Regions from separate parts of the Sus scrofa genome. Here region 2 is linked to region 1. The links are chromatin contacts, called in public HiChIP or PLAC-seq maps. All regions are on one chromosome and are shown on one strand. The core of a region is the stretch at or near the end of the contact, and the rest is flanking DNA. Distances in the headings are between cores, read along the strand shown.

The links. HiChIP or PLAC-seq counts read pairs in DNA pulled down with a chosen protein or histone mark.
Region 2: a contact with region 1 is called in an H3K27ac HiChIP or PLAC-seq map of skeletal muscle. The contact joins the promoter of RFTN1 here to the enhancer-like site in region 1. A contact is called at or near these places in 4 of 47 Hi-C or Micro-C datasets (embryonic fibroblasts, fetal heart ventricle, heart right ventricle and 1 more) and 2 of 2 datasets of contacts at active chromatin or transcription factors (alveolar macrophages and skeletal muscle).

The regions. Positions count from the first base shown.
Region 1 is chr13:3,622,036-3,628,564 of Sscrofa11.1, forward strand. All of the region lies in intron 2 of RFTN1 (raftlin), which reads right to left. Among named protein-coding and RNA genes, the nearest start is that of RFTN1, 50 kb to the right of the region's middle. Within about 2 kb of position 3,751, at least 4 of the 83 cell types and tissues checked have an H3K27ac peak or open chromatin away from gene starts, as enhancers often do. A contact at or near this core is called in skeletal muscle, where this site is marked.
Region 2 is chr13:3,670,198-3,676,838 of Sscrofa11.1, forward strand. RFTN1 (raftlin) reads right to left here and starts at 4,875. Exons shown (of 10, transcript XM_021071357.1): 1 at 4,564-4,875.

The sequences.
Region 1 (6,529 bases), core at 2,501-5,000:
GTGGAGTGGGGCTGATCCCCTGAACCAGGGAGGGAGTGGTTTACCTCTCTTCCTGGGACTTGGCTTTCAGCCGAGAATCTCAGGTGTTCACTATGCCCTCACTCCCCCCAACCTCCCAAAGCAGGTCCTGACTCAAACCTGAACTCGGCACCAAGACTGTGGAACATCCCTTCTGTTTTCCAGAGGCTTTCTGATTAGCCTTTTGAACCTCCCATCCCATGCAGCTTCAGGATTTAGTAACTGTCTTGAGGGGAACAACCGTGCACTGAAACTCCTCAAGTCCTCAGTTTTATCTCTCCTGGACGGTCCCATGAGACCACCAAAAGCTCTGTTGGCTTCTCTCTGCAGAGCAGCAGTGCTCCATCTGAGCAAAGCCTGGATTTCCAGTCTTGTGTCAGCACTCAGAACCAGAAATGCCCCCAGGGATACAGGAGCTAGAGAACATCAGCACAGTGCCTCATAGTTTCCCTTCCTGACATCACAGCACTGTTGAGTTCTCATTGTTTCAAGGCCTCTCAGATGCCTTTACACAGAATGATTTTTTTTAATATATTTTATAGGGATTTTCTAGTTTCTGGGATGATTAGTTGCTTCAATCGTACCCAGAGGCAGAAATACCTTCTTTATATTTTCCAAAGTGCTCTCATTACAATTTAATCTTCCCCATATAAACCCTTAAGGAAAAATAAGGCAATATTCACTACCATCTTTGAGACCAGGAGCTGGCCAACTATGGCCCAGGGGCCATGTCTAGCCTCTTGTACGTTTTTATTGGAACACCACCACACCTATTCATTTACATAGGCTGCTTTTGCATGGTAAGGACAGAGTTGAATTGCTGTAAAGGAGACCATATTGCCCCCAAACATTTAATATCTTTCCCTTTCCAGAAAAAGGGTGCCAGCCTCTTTGGTATGGATCCGGGAAACTGGGGCTCAGTTTAGTGACTTAAAGTCAACTTTGGAGCAAAGACTGCATCCAGGGTCACCTGGTTTTTAGTCCAGGTGTCTCCCCATTCTTCTAATTTGATTCCTATCACAATGATTTATTATAATCATTTTTTAAGATTAACACAACAAGGAGAGAGGGATGATTTTAAAACAGGCAGTCCTAATATGGAAAAAGGAGTCCCAGCAAACACAAGGACGGGCACTTCTATCTTTGGAATATTCGGGGAATTTCAGCAGTCACCTTGGAAATCTGCTGAAACAAATAAAAGAAGGCAAATATTCAAGGATGCTACTGAGGTAAGAAAGTCTTGACATTTCACAGAGCTTTTCTTTTCTTTTTTTTTTTTTAACTGTTCTGGTCCAGAAAATAAACACTGTAAGGCAAAACAATGAAAAGAATCTGGACGCATGTATTCAGTTTTTACCCATTTGATTGCCGAAAGCCTTCATCAAGGCAGTTCCTGATCTGGGGGAAAAATGTCCCCACCAGAGGATGGCAACTCAGAAGAACACACACACACACACACACACACAATATGTGATTAAACAAAACAGGAAAAAAATCTGATACGGTTCCAAACTTAACAATGACTTTAAAAAAAGGCTATCTTCCTTTTCCCCTCCTCAGCTTAATACAAATACATGACAATTTGTTTCTCTTTAATAAAACTGTACAATCTAATGAGTGGTGCAATTTAGCATCTCATGTCAACAATGGATGTTAAAAATTTCAGAATCATGAAATCACCAAAATTACTACACACACACACACACACACACACACACACACACACACACCCCTACCTATCAGGGCTGCCAGCCTTTTTGTTTGTTTGTTTCACTACATCTTCTGCAGAAGCCTAAACCGAGCCTGTCTGCAACCTGCCATCTATGGAGCCTCATTTTCCCAGGACAACTGCATTATGGCTGAAGACTGAAAAGCAAGGTAAAAGGGTCATGTCCTTATAAATAAACACAAACTCTTCTACGAGGTAAGAAAAGCAAAATCAGGAGAAGGGAAGGGCCCTCAAGGCCACCTGGAGAGCCCCCAAGTTGGTTCTCCGAGTACTTGCGTTTTTCCAGAGACAGAAAGGCAAAAGCAGAATTTAGCTCACACTCCCATGGGGGAGCCTGGCACTCTGTGACACTCTGCTCTGAATTCCTCAATGGCTTCCCCAGGCCCAGTTCTGAGGCTCCAGCCCCTAAGTGCAGCCTACACAGGGCTCCACAATCCTGTGTCTCTTCCCAAACTCATCTTCCAGCCTGTCTGCCTCAGCTGTTCTATTCTTCAAATGAAGAACCCCTTCAAAGCACATCATCCCACCATCCCAACCAGCAAACGAGTGACTCAAGACCACACTCTTACTTCAGAATTCGTCATGAAAAAGTTACAGTATTTTACTCCATTTTAAAGATGCGCTATCTATAAACAGCTCTACAGTCGTTTACTTCTGAGAGTAAAACTACTACCAAAATGACTGAATCACAAAATTTGAGGAGACCTCTGACATCATCGACTCTTAATTTCCCCACTGGTGGTTCAGAAAGCCCAGGAAAGAACGCACCGGCTCCTTCCTTTCTGCTCACAGATAATCACCGCCAAGAAGGCAGTTTCTAGGGAATCAGCCATGCCCTCCTTGCTTTCTGAGCCTGACCTCAAGCTCATTCCTGATTTTCAAATGAAACCCCATCCCCCTTCAGAAACCAACCTTCGCTCTAGGCAGGAGGACCAGAGCTGTTCCCAGCTAACAGAGCAGGACCTGAACCACAGAAAGGGGCTGTCAAATGCCCTGCCCTGCCCCTCAGTCTCCTCCGTTCCCACGTATCAGCAACGCTGGTCTGCAGATCACACTTTGGGGGAAGAGGCTGGGAGGGGCTCACCTTTACTCCTCCCAACTTAATTCCTCAGCCCCTTTCCCATTCATGATGGCCACATTTTCTTCATAAATCAAGCCCACCAGACTCAGAGACCAGAGCGTTCAGGAAGTGCTTACACAAAAACATCAATACGGAGACTCCAGCCCTGGAATGATAACCGGCTGAGAGGTATTTCTACGCCCCAGTGGGCGATGCCTCAGCACACTTTCTAGAAATTCTGTCAGCTTAATTTATGTGGCTCATACTTCATCCCCTTTCAGGCAACAAGCTTTTTATCTCCTTCATTGCCAACTTATCTTCAGGATTTTCCAAATCCTCTCTGTTAACTTCTGATGTGCTGAGTTCTGTCCAGAATTCTTGCAAATAGATAAGCAGGGCTCCTTCAGATGCTGTCTGTCTGGATCCCATGGCTGTTGAATGTGCCCCTAACTCCCAACCCCCTGTGATGGTGTTTTCTCTTCGAAGCTACAAAAACATTTCAGATGGTTTTTGTATCTTTATTATCTTTCAATGAGAGGCCCAATGCCTAAGTCAGCCCAAGGAGAGTGATGAGATAGAGAAAAAGACCGAAGTACTGTTTCACACACAACCCAGCATTTGGAGTTTAAAAACAAATGTAACTTGATTCAGAAAAAAGATAGGGCTAAAATAAGATCTCGGATTAAAAATGGTAAGGAAATTGCGACAAGCTGAAGCCAATTCCGGTGGAGCTCATTTTCATGAATCGTCAAAGATGACTTAAAAAAGACCCCAGTGCCCAGTACCCCGGGGAGCAATTAAATCTTTATGACTGAGGCAGAAAATGCCACCTCATCGGATGCAGCCAGAAAAGGGTATATGAGCTTCTTCTTCCGGGGGCTGACCTGTGCATGCAGCCACCTCTGTCCTGGCAGGAGGCCAGCCTGAATCGCATCCAACAGCAGGCCACTAAGGTGGAGTTTCCTCTGGCAACATGCCACTCACAATCTTTGAGTTCCTGGTCTATTCCCGGTCCAAATAAGTAAAAGAATAACAGTGTCCCTACCCCGCAGGTACTCACCCAGCTACATGTAAAAAAAAAACATCTAGCTATTTAGAGAAGTGGCCAAGGGCACAGCTTCTAGAGCTGGGCACCTGGCTCCAATCCCAGTTGTGCTACTCTCTAGCAGTTTTCTCATCTATAAAATGGGTATAAGCATGGTATAGTCGTAGCTCCCTGAGTGTTCTAAGGATGAAGCAAGCTAATGCACATGAACGGTCTTGATCAGTGCCTGGCACACTGTAAATGCCTTATGAGGTGGCAGTTGCTATTGCGATTATCAAGTATTCCATGATTGTACCATGATCATTACGCATTTCACAAGAGCAGGAGGCCAGCAGCCGCCAGCTTCAAGACTGTTATACGTATTAGGCAGGACAAACGTGGGATACTGGTCATAGGGACAGGGAAATAAGCCAACACTGAGAGCCACAGCAAAGGTATGTCCAGAGCCTTCAACACAAGCCTGGCTGGCCCAGGAACCAAGGAATGGAAGCCTGACTCCAGGGAGAGTGGGGGAACAGGGTCCTCAGAGGGAAGCTCAGGGCTGACACCAGGTCTGGGGTCCCCCAAAACTTCCAGGAAAGATGGCCTTGGGCCTGGCTGGTGCTTGCTTACCTCAAACATGAAGCTTTTCCTTCCTTATTCCCATATCCACAACACCTGGATGCAGAGCCAAGGCCAGCCCCTTAGGAAGATGGATGATAAACTACAGAAAACACACCCCCAAGGACACTTTCTGTCCACACAGAGGCATTTCCTGGCGGTCTACTCTGTACCAGGCCCTCCAGATGAAGCAGCTCTTTGCATCCTAACAGTGACCCCACATTGCTGTGGGCTCAGAAAGGTGACATAACTTGCTCAAGATCACGGGTTAGCAAGGAATAGAGTGAAATTTAAATAAGGATCTATCAGAGACCTGAAAACATGCCCTATCCATTGCATGCCACAGTGCCTGCCCGTATCAGAATCAGTCGGAGGGCCTCAGGTATATTTCCGATGGCACTGAAGTAGAAAAATTTCCCCTGGACAACTGCAAGCCAAGGCACATAAGTAGGAGGTGGATGGGAAGTGATGGACAAGAAGAAGACCAGGCTACAGACCCAAAAAATTGTATTTAGTCACATTAACAAGCTCAGAGATGGGATCCCTCAGTGCCTTTACTTGCCCATCTTTAAAATTGGGGGTGTTAGGATTTATTTTCCCAGCTCCACTTTTATAAGGCTGAGGAGGTTCCTATCAGATCAACTTTCCTGAAGATGCAACTTTATAAGCTCTGGAGGAAACCCAAAAACAAAACCCCCTATCTCAGGACACTGGAGAGTGAGCCAAGGCAGGCGGATAGTGGAGGGAAGTCTATACTTAGAAGAAAGTTCTTGTTATTTATGGCTTAGCTCAGGGTCAAGTCCTCATCTGTACCAGAAGGCTAATTAAAATTCAGAAACCCAGAGTCTCCCTGGCTTGGAGAAACAGAAGACAGGATCCAGGAATCAGCTGCTGGAATATGAAGAGGGAATCACAGAAAGGAGAGAGCCAGAGCAAGGAAGCCTCAAATTCTGAGTATAAACTCTGTCCATGTCTCTGGCTGAATCCTGGACCACCCACACATGAGGTACTCTCTGACTAGCCTAATTAAGGCTAAAAAAAAAACTGAGACTTGAGCCACCACCCAAGAAACAGAGTTCACAGTTCGAGTCCAATCAGGTAAACTGCCTGCTAATACAAACAAACAGAAAAATCAACTCTATCAGAGGAATATAACAGAATTTAGAGTCTCCACAACTGCTTAGAATCTAAACAGTCACAATGTCCAGGAAACAATCCAAAATGATCCAGACCAACAATGATAAAAAAAAATGTTGTTCATTCTCAAGAAAAAAGACAATCAGTGAAAACAGATCCCACAGTGACTTGGAAGTTATACAAGAATTTTAAAGCAGCTTCCTAACTACACTCAGTACCTGTCCAACCCAAGAGACAGAGTTGTTCAAAGATGAAGCAGGGTCAGGCAAGAAAAAGAGCTTTGAAAAGTGTCACATACGCTACACCTACAATATAAAAAGACAGGTGACCCCCCACTTTGCAGGTCTGTTCTCAGAAACCACACGTTAAAGAAAACCATTTTAATATGCATGACCTTTTCTCAAGGAACAAGTTATACCCAAGGCTGAATTTATGATCAAAATGATATTTTTAAATAAATCACAAAGACAAATAATAATGTGTTACTATAAATCAAAGCCTATAATGGCCATATCCCACCATAACTCATTTTAAAAAGAAAAATTGAGTCACACATCATAACTTATTTTGTGCAGAAGGAGGGATCATATGCACAGTAGTTACCACTGTGAGCTTAGAAGTCAGGACAGCCTAGGCTCAAACTACAGCCTCACAACATAAAAGCTGGGTCTCCCTCCACACGTTATGTAGCCTCTCTGCACCTCACTCTGCTACTGGAAAATGTTGACGGTAATAGTACCTGCCTTACAGGATTAGTGCGATAATCACATTCAGATCCTATGTAGTGACTTGGCACAGAGTCAAGTGCTGAATAAACAGGAGGTAAGAGGGGAGGTGACTCAAGCAGGATCACCAGGAGCCAGGGCAGACATGGGAATAGGACCCGAGTTGTTCTTCCATCACTCCTTCACAAAAGTTGTTCAGACAGGCACAATGCATG
Region 2 (6,641 bases), core at 3,625-6,124, 49 kb after region 1:
GGCACTTGGCAAAGGGTAGCTATAATCATTATTTTCTTGATATCAATAGTAAAATCTGTAATAAAATAAGAACAGTGCTACTAGAAGGGAAGTTTACAGTTGGCAGAGTAACTTGTTTCCCGGGCTATAGTAAAGTGGCCTCTAGTAAAATACATCTGAGGTCCTGACATCTCAGCAATCCCATTCAACCTCCAGAGAGGCAGTTGCCTGCATAGGTACCATGAGCCACAAGAATGACACAGTGCCTATGGTCTGGGGCAGGCACAGTACTAGGCTTGCAGATGAAGCAAAGGGTCCCCAAACACAGTCCAGTGTCTTAAGACTCTGTACCATCCATTGTCACCTGACCCCAGTAAGATACCTTGGCAAGATGTAAAAACTTCATCCTGGCTCCCACACAGGCAAGAGGCTCAACTCCTGTTTCCTGGATCAGCCACGCCCAGGCTTGGCTATGGGCCCACAGACAGAGCCTAAGGTGTACGGGGATGTGAGGGGGAATGGCCCGTTTTCTCACCGGGGACAAAGAGAGGGGTGATGACAGGCCGTATTTCTCACTGACAGGCCAAATCACTTTAACAGGAAAAGCTGTTCTTGGGGCCTTCAAAAAACCAAATCTGATCTGCCTCCCAAAGCAAACACAACTGCTTTCAACAGCCAGCTGCCCAGGCCGGTGAAATCCAACGGGAATCTTCCCCAGGTTCACAGCAACTAGACCAATACCCCAGAAATCCCCTAGGCGTTTCGAAGCAGAAGTTTAGTGGAATTCTGTGGGGTTTGGGGGGTATTTTTCTTTATGTAGAAAGCACTCAATCTGCTTTCATAACAAAGGGGACATCCCCCTATGGAATTCCCTTCTCTGAAGATCTCTAAAAATAAAATATTTGTCTGATCGTCTGCAATAATTTAAGAGCGAGCCTAGTTACTGGCAGAGTCAGGCATTTCTCTAGCTACTTCACCTATGAAAACAACACGCTCCACACTGTCCCAGGCAGTCCCAATTTCTAACTCCCTCTGGCCCCACAAGAACACTGGTCAACCACACTCTTGAATGTGCAATGGGAAAGTGAGCTGTCGTATCTGGAATCTCCCATTTGTATTCTCTACTGGTGAGAGTATAAAATGGTATAACCATGTTGGGAGAAGGTCTGGCAGTTTCTTCGAAGGTTCACATGCATCTCTTTTATGACCTAGCCCTTCCATTCCATTTACCCACGAGACATGACAGCATATTCCCCATATTCCCCAAGGAAGACTTGTATACAAATATTCATGGTAGCTTCATTCACAATACCCCTGAAACCTGGGAATAACTCATGTGTTATAACAGGGGAATACATCAACAAACTGTGGTATAAACAGATCTTGGAATATAAACTCAGTAATAAAAAAAAGACTGAATTGGTACATAAAACATGGATGAATCTCAAAAACATACCGAGTGAAAGCAGCTTTACATAATACTGTAGAATTCCACTTACATGAAGTTTAAGAACAGGCCAGGAGTTCCCGTCGTGGCGCAGTGGTTAACGAATCTGACTAGGAACCATGAGGTTGCGGGTTTGGTCCCTGCCCTTGCTCAGTGGGTTAACGATCCGGAGTTGCCGTGAGCTGTGGTGTAGGTCGCAGACGCGGCTCGGATCCCGCGATGCTGTGGCTCTGGTGTAGGCGGGTGGCTACAGCTCCGATCAGACCCCTAGCCTGGGAACCTCCATATGCCGTGGGAGCGGCCCAAGAAATAGCAAAAAGACAAAAAAAAAAAAAAAAAAAAAAAAAAAAGAACAGGCCAAACTAACTTTGAGTGAGAAACAAAGGACTTTCTGGGAGTGACAGGCAACATTCTCCATCTTTTTTTTTGTTTTTTTTGTTTTTGCTTTTTAGGGCCGAACCCATGACATGTGGTTGGCATATATTCAGCCCAGGCTAGAGGTTGAATCGGAGCTGCAGCTGCCGGCCTACGCCACAGCCACGGCAATGCTGGATCCTTAACCCACTGAGCAAGGCCAGAGATCCAACCGCATCCTCACGGATATTAGTTGGGCTTGTTACCACTGAGCCATGATGGGAACTTCCAACATTCTTCATCTTGATAGAGACTAAGGTTACACAGGTGTACATATCTGTCAAAACATTATGCAAATGTTACTCTCAAGGTTTGTGCCTTTCAATATCTGTATATAGATATGTGTGTATAAATTCACCATATGTATAAATTTCACCTTAGGAAAATTATGAACATATATTGAATTATAAATTATGTGCATTGGGATGTTTATTTTTTTATTTTTGTCCTTTTAGGGCTGCACCTGTGGCATATGGAGGTTCCCAGGCTAGGGGTCTAATTGGAGCTATAGCCACCGGCCTACACCAGAGCCACAGCAACGCCAAATCCGAGCCTTGTCTGTAACCCACACCACAGTTCACGGCAATGCCGGATCCTAAACCCACTGAGAGAGGCTAGGGATGGAACCCGCAACCCCATGGTTCCTAGTGGGATCTGTTTCCACTGTGCCACGTGTTTAGAAGAGACCTGTACTGATGTCTGTAATTTCATTTCAAATGCATAAAACAATGAGTTGCACTGATGGAGAGAGGAACAAATAAATGAACAGATGTATAATAAAGCCAATATTGTAAAATTAGCTAGATACTGGTATTTGGGTGGTCATTGTTCTTGCAACTTTATCTATATTTTTTAAAACAAGATGGGTGGGGGAAAGAGTCACAGCGCCCACTCCCTAGCCCACCTCCTTAGAAATTTAGCAAGACATTCATGACTACCAAGTCATGAGCCCACATAATTTCAATTCTGTTAAAAAGTTAAGACTGGAAGAATACAAGTAGCTTTACAGGAACTTACATCACTCATGCCAAAGATTTTCTGCCTGTTTCCCTATAGACAAAGCAATGATTTGAATGCAAGCCAAAAATTCCTGCTCAAGAGGGAGAAAAAGAACTCACTGACTTGTATTCCCAATTTATTCTCTTTCAGTTCCTGCACCAAATCTATCAGCTACTGCACAAGAGCCCACTTCCATGTGCACCACATCCATGTAGCCAAAAGACAAACAAAGAAAAACCAACCCAGCAACTTGTTATACAAACGCAGCCAGAGGATGACGTCCCAGCTCTCAGGCCAGAAACCCCACTGAAGGCAAAAGAGGATGCAGAGCTCCCTCTGAGGTTAAAGTGATTTCACTGAGGTTAGAACACACGCACCAAAGAGCCCCAAACAGCTTGTCGCTAAACCCCCCTGTGGAGCCTGGTGACATCTGGGGTCATTTGAACTTGGTAGGGAATTCAGCTGTTCAGAGGTACAAATTGGGAATTCCAGACCAGGGACATGTGGAGTGCAGAGCAAGCCCTACCCACAGACCTAAAGGTTGCTCACATTACGCCTGCCTTCCTTCCTGGCAGGGCCTCACTTATCCTGAGATGACACACGATGGCAGGGGCTGGAAGAAGCCTCGCCTGACTGCGCCCAGCATCTGAAAACAGCTGTACCAATTACAACAAGGGACTGTTGCTGGAAACAGGGCAGCCACTCAAATATAGGGATTGGTGCCAGACTTTTTTTTTTTTTTTTTAATACTTTTTGTTTGTTTTTAAAGCCCCTAACAAACTCGCTGACACCATCCAGCGTCCCTGGGGACCACCCACTAGCACATTGGGCAGCCAAGTGCAAGCAACAGGGAGGCAGCAGCATGCCTGGGTACAGCACCTTGGCCTCCAAGCCGTTCTCATTGCCAAAGACAGCGCCACACCAGGTGAAGGGCATGAGCCCTGACCCAGGAAGGGGGTGTGCATGCCTGATCACGGGGCTTCCTGAAATAAACGCCACCACCACCCCTCCCTGACCCAGGTCCACGCTGGCTTCCCTTAGCCTAGGAAATAGGTGAGGACGAGAGAAGAAACCCTCTCACAGAAGGAGAGATGCCCGTTTTTAGTGCTGGGACCCACACACACCCTGCGCCCCAAGTCTCTGAGCCTCCCGTGGCCCTGGCGCTTCCTCTAAACGCGCGGCACGTCTGCTCCCGCCGGTCCAGCACCCCTGTCCGGGGAACCGGGAACAAACGCACCTCCCAGGGCGCACGCACAACGGCAGCAGGAGCCGTCTCCGCCCCGCCCCGCCCCAGCCCACCCCGGCCTCGCGCCCTCAGCAACCCGGACTCCGCGGCCAGCTCCCGCCTGATCTTTGCCGAGGACCTCGTGCAGCAGTGTCCTAGACCCACCTGTAGCCCCCTCGGCTTCCTTCCTCGGCGCCCCGAGCATGCGGAGCCCACGGCCCTCAACAGACTGCTCTGGGGTGCCTCTCTCCATAGCGCGCCAGGGAGGATTCCGCGCCCCCCCCCACCCAAAAAAAGTTGGCCCAATACCGCCGCGTCCCACGGATCCGGCCCGACCCCATCCAATCCCGGCCAAAGGTGCGGGGAACAGGGGTGGCAGCCCCGACGCCCGAGAAGCATGCCCAGCCCGGGCAACCTCCAAGGAGGCGCCCACCGGCTCCCCCCTCGCCCCGTCCGCCGGGTCCTTCCTCCACCCCGAGTTCGGCAGGCGTCCACCTACCGTTCTGGACCAGGCGAGAAGAAGGCGCGGGCGCGGGCTCCCGAAGACAGCGTGTTCCGTCCCGGGAGGAAAGTTTGTGCCATATAGAGGAGGCGGTGCGGAGAAGGCGTGGGCGCCAGGGGGTGGGAACGTGGCCGGCTGCGAGGCGTGCTCTTGGGTCTGTCCCTCCTGCGATCTGTGCGCCCGTCCCTCCGCGGAGCCCGCGGCCGCCGCGCTCCCGCTCGCTGCGCCCTGAGCCCGGCGCGCTCCGGCTCCAGCCCCGACGCGCCCCCGTCGCCGCCGCGCGTCCGCCGGCTACACTTCCTCTTCCTCTGAACTCATGTGCAAAATATGCTGCGCCGCATCTTCTGGGGAGCCGCGCGGCCCCTAACAGCAGCCGCGGGAGCGACGAGCGGGCCCCGCGCCCCCTCCACTCGCCGCTCCGTCGCCTCCACGCAGCCCGCAACCTGTGCGCTCCCCGCTGCCGGCGACCCTAGTTGCCCCTCCTCGCAGAGGTCAGAGGTTCACCCGCCCACCGTCCCAACCCGTTTTAACCTAGGTTGCGTGCGTCAAGAACGCGCGTGGGGCTGGGAACCCTCAAATTTGGAGCTGGATACTGGAGGGCGACTGCCACCGAAGGTGCTCGTTTGGGGGCTGGGAGGACCACAGAGAAGAGAGGACCGTTCCTCCTCATGCCACAGGTGGGCCCATCCCCAGGCATATGCGTTATTTCTTAAGAGATTGTGCTTAGGGAGTGGGATCATGCCACTGTCCCCCGTGCCACACCCTAGCCCAGTTACTTCAGGTGCCCAGAAGTTTTGAGAAGATCTGGGGAACCGTCTTAGCCTGCAACTTGAGGCTGCCTGAGGAGGCAATTAAATAAATAAAAACGCCAGGCCAGGCCCACGTTAGTGAATCAAAGATGTGAGGCAGTGAGCCCATTATAGAAATCTTTCTTCTTGGAGCTTTTTAGACAAAGTAAAATTACAGTGTAAGGGTTAATAGCGGGAGCCCTAGAGCCAAATCATCTGGTTGGGCCTGCTGGCCTCCATCCATATTTACTTTGTGTGACTTGGGCAAGTGACTTAACTGCTCTGGGCCTGTTTCTTCCTTTCTTAAATAGCACTTTCTCATGGGTTCTATGTGTAAAGTGTTTAGGAAAGCACCCTATAACGTAGCTCTTATCCTTGTTATTATTGTTATTAATATTATTATAAGGAGACTGAAACAAGACAGGGGACATAATCTGATTATCTACATTTTCTGGTTGGGCAAAGAGGGGCCCTTAGGCATTGGAGCCCACAGGATGGAGGCCCCAACGGTGCTTTAATGATGTCATTCTGATACTAATAACACTCCCCAGGGGTAAAGAAGCACTATTTCGTTTTCAGGACTTCCTCTAACCACAGCTTCTGAGATATTTTCTTCCTAGTTTGCCTTCTCTGTAGCCATCCCAATTCTGTGTGCCTTCCCCCTCCTCCACTGCCATTTTGTTTCTGGTTTTTGCCCCTTTCCATTCCCACTTCGCTGCCTGCTGGTATCGCTCACCACCAGCCCCTCTAGTCTCTCTCACTCTCTCCCCTGCTTGGCTTTACCATCTAGGAGAAAACAAGATCAGATGACAGACCAAGTTCAGATTCAGACAATATTATATGTGGATAAGTTGTACAAGTGTCCAGTGGTGCCCAGTGGTGGTTTTGAACACCCACTTAGGAGGCCAAAAGAAGGAATGTTTGTTATTCATATGCCCAAGTTCTTGAGTCATTGCAAGGCAGGGCCCATCTGAACTCTTTCTGATCCTTACATGGGAGAAAGGAAATAACATTTAAAGGTTTTACCCAGAAGTTCAAAAGTAAACACAGAGTATTTAAAAGAAGATAAAGAGAAGCAGGGGAGGGATGCAGCATAACTTGGTGTGTTTGGGGGAGGAGGTTGATTTCTTTTAAGCAATGCAATTTTTGCACATCATTTTTTTTTTTAACACCAGGTCCTTGGGGTTAATAAGTTATTCTGATTGTTTTCATTTTTTTCCACGCAACACTTTCCTGAGTACTAACGGTGTGTAAATGTCATAAATGTCTTTCTTTCCTGCTTGGATC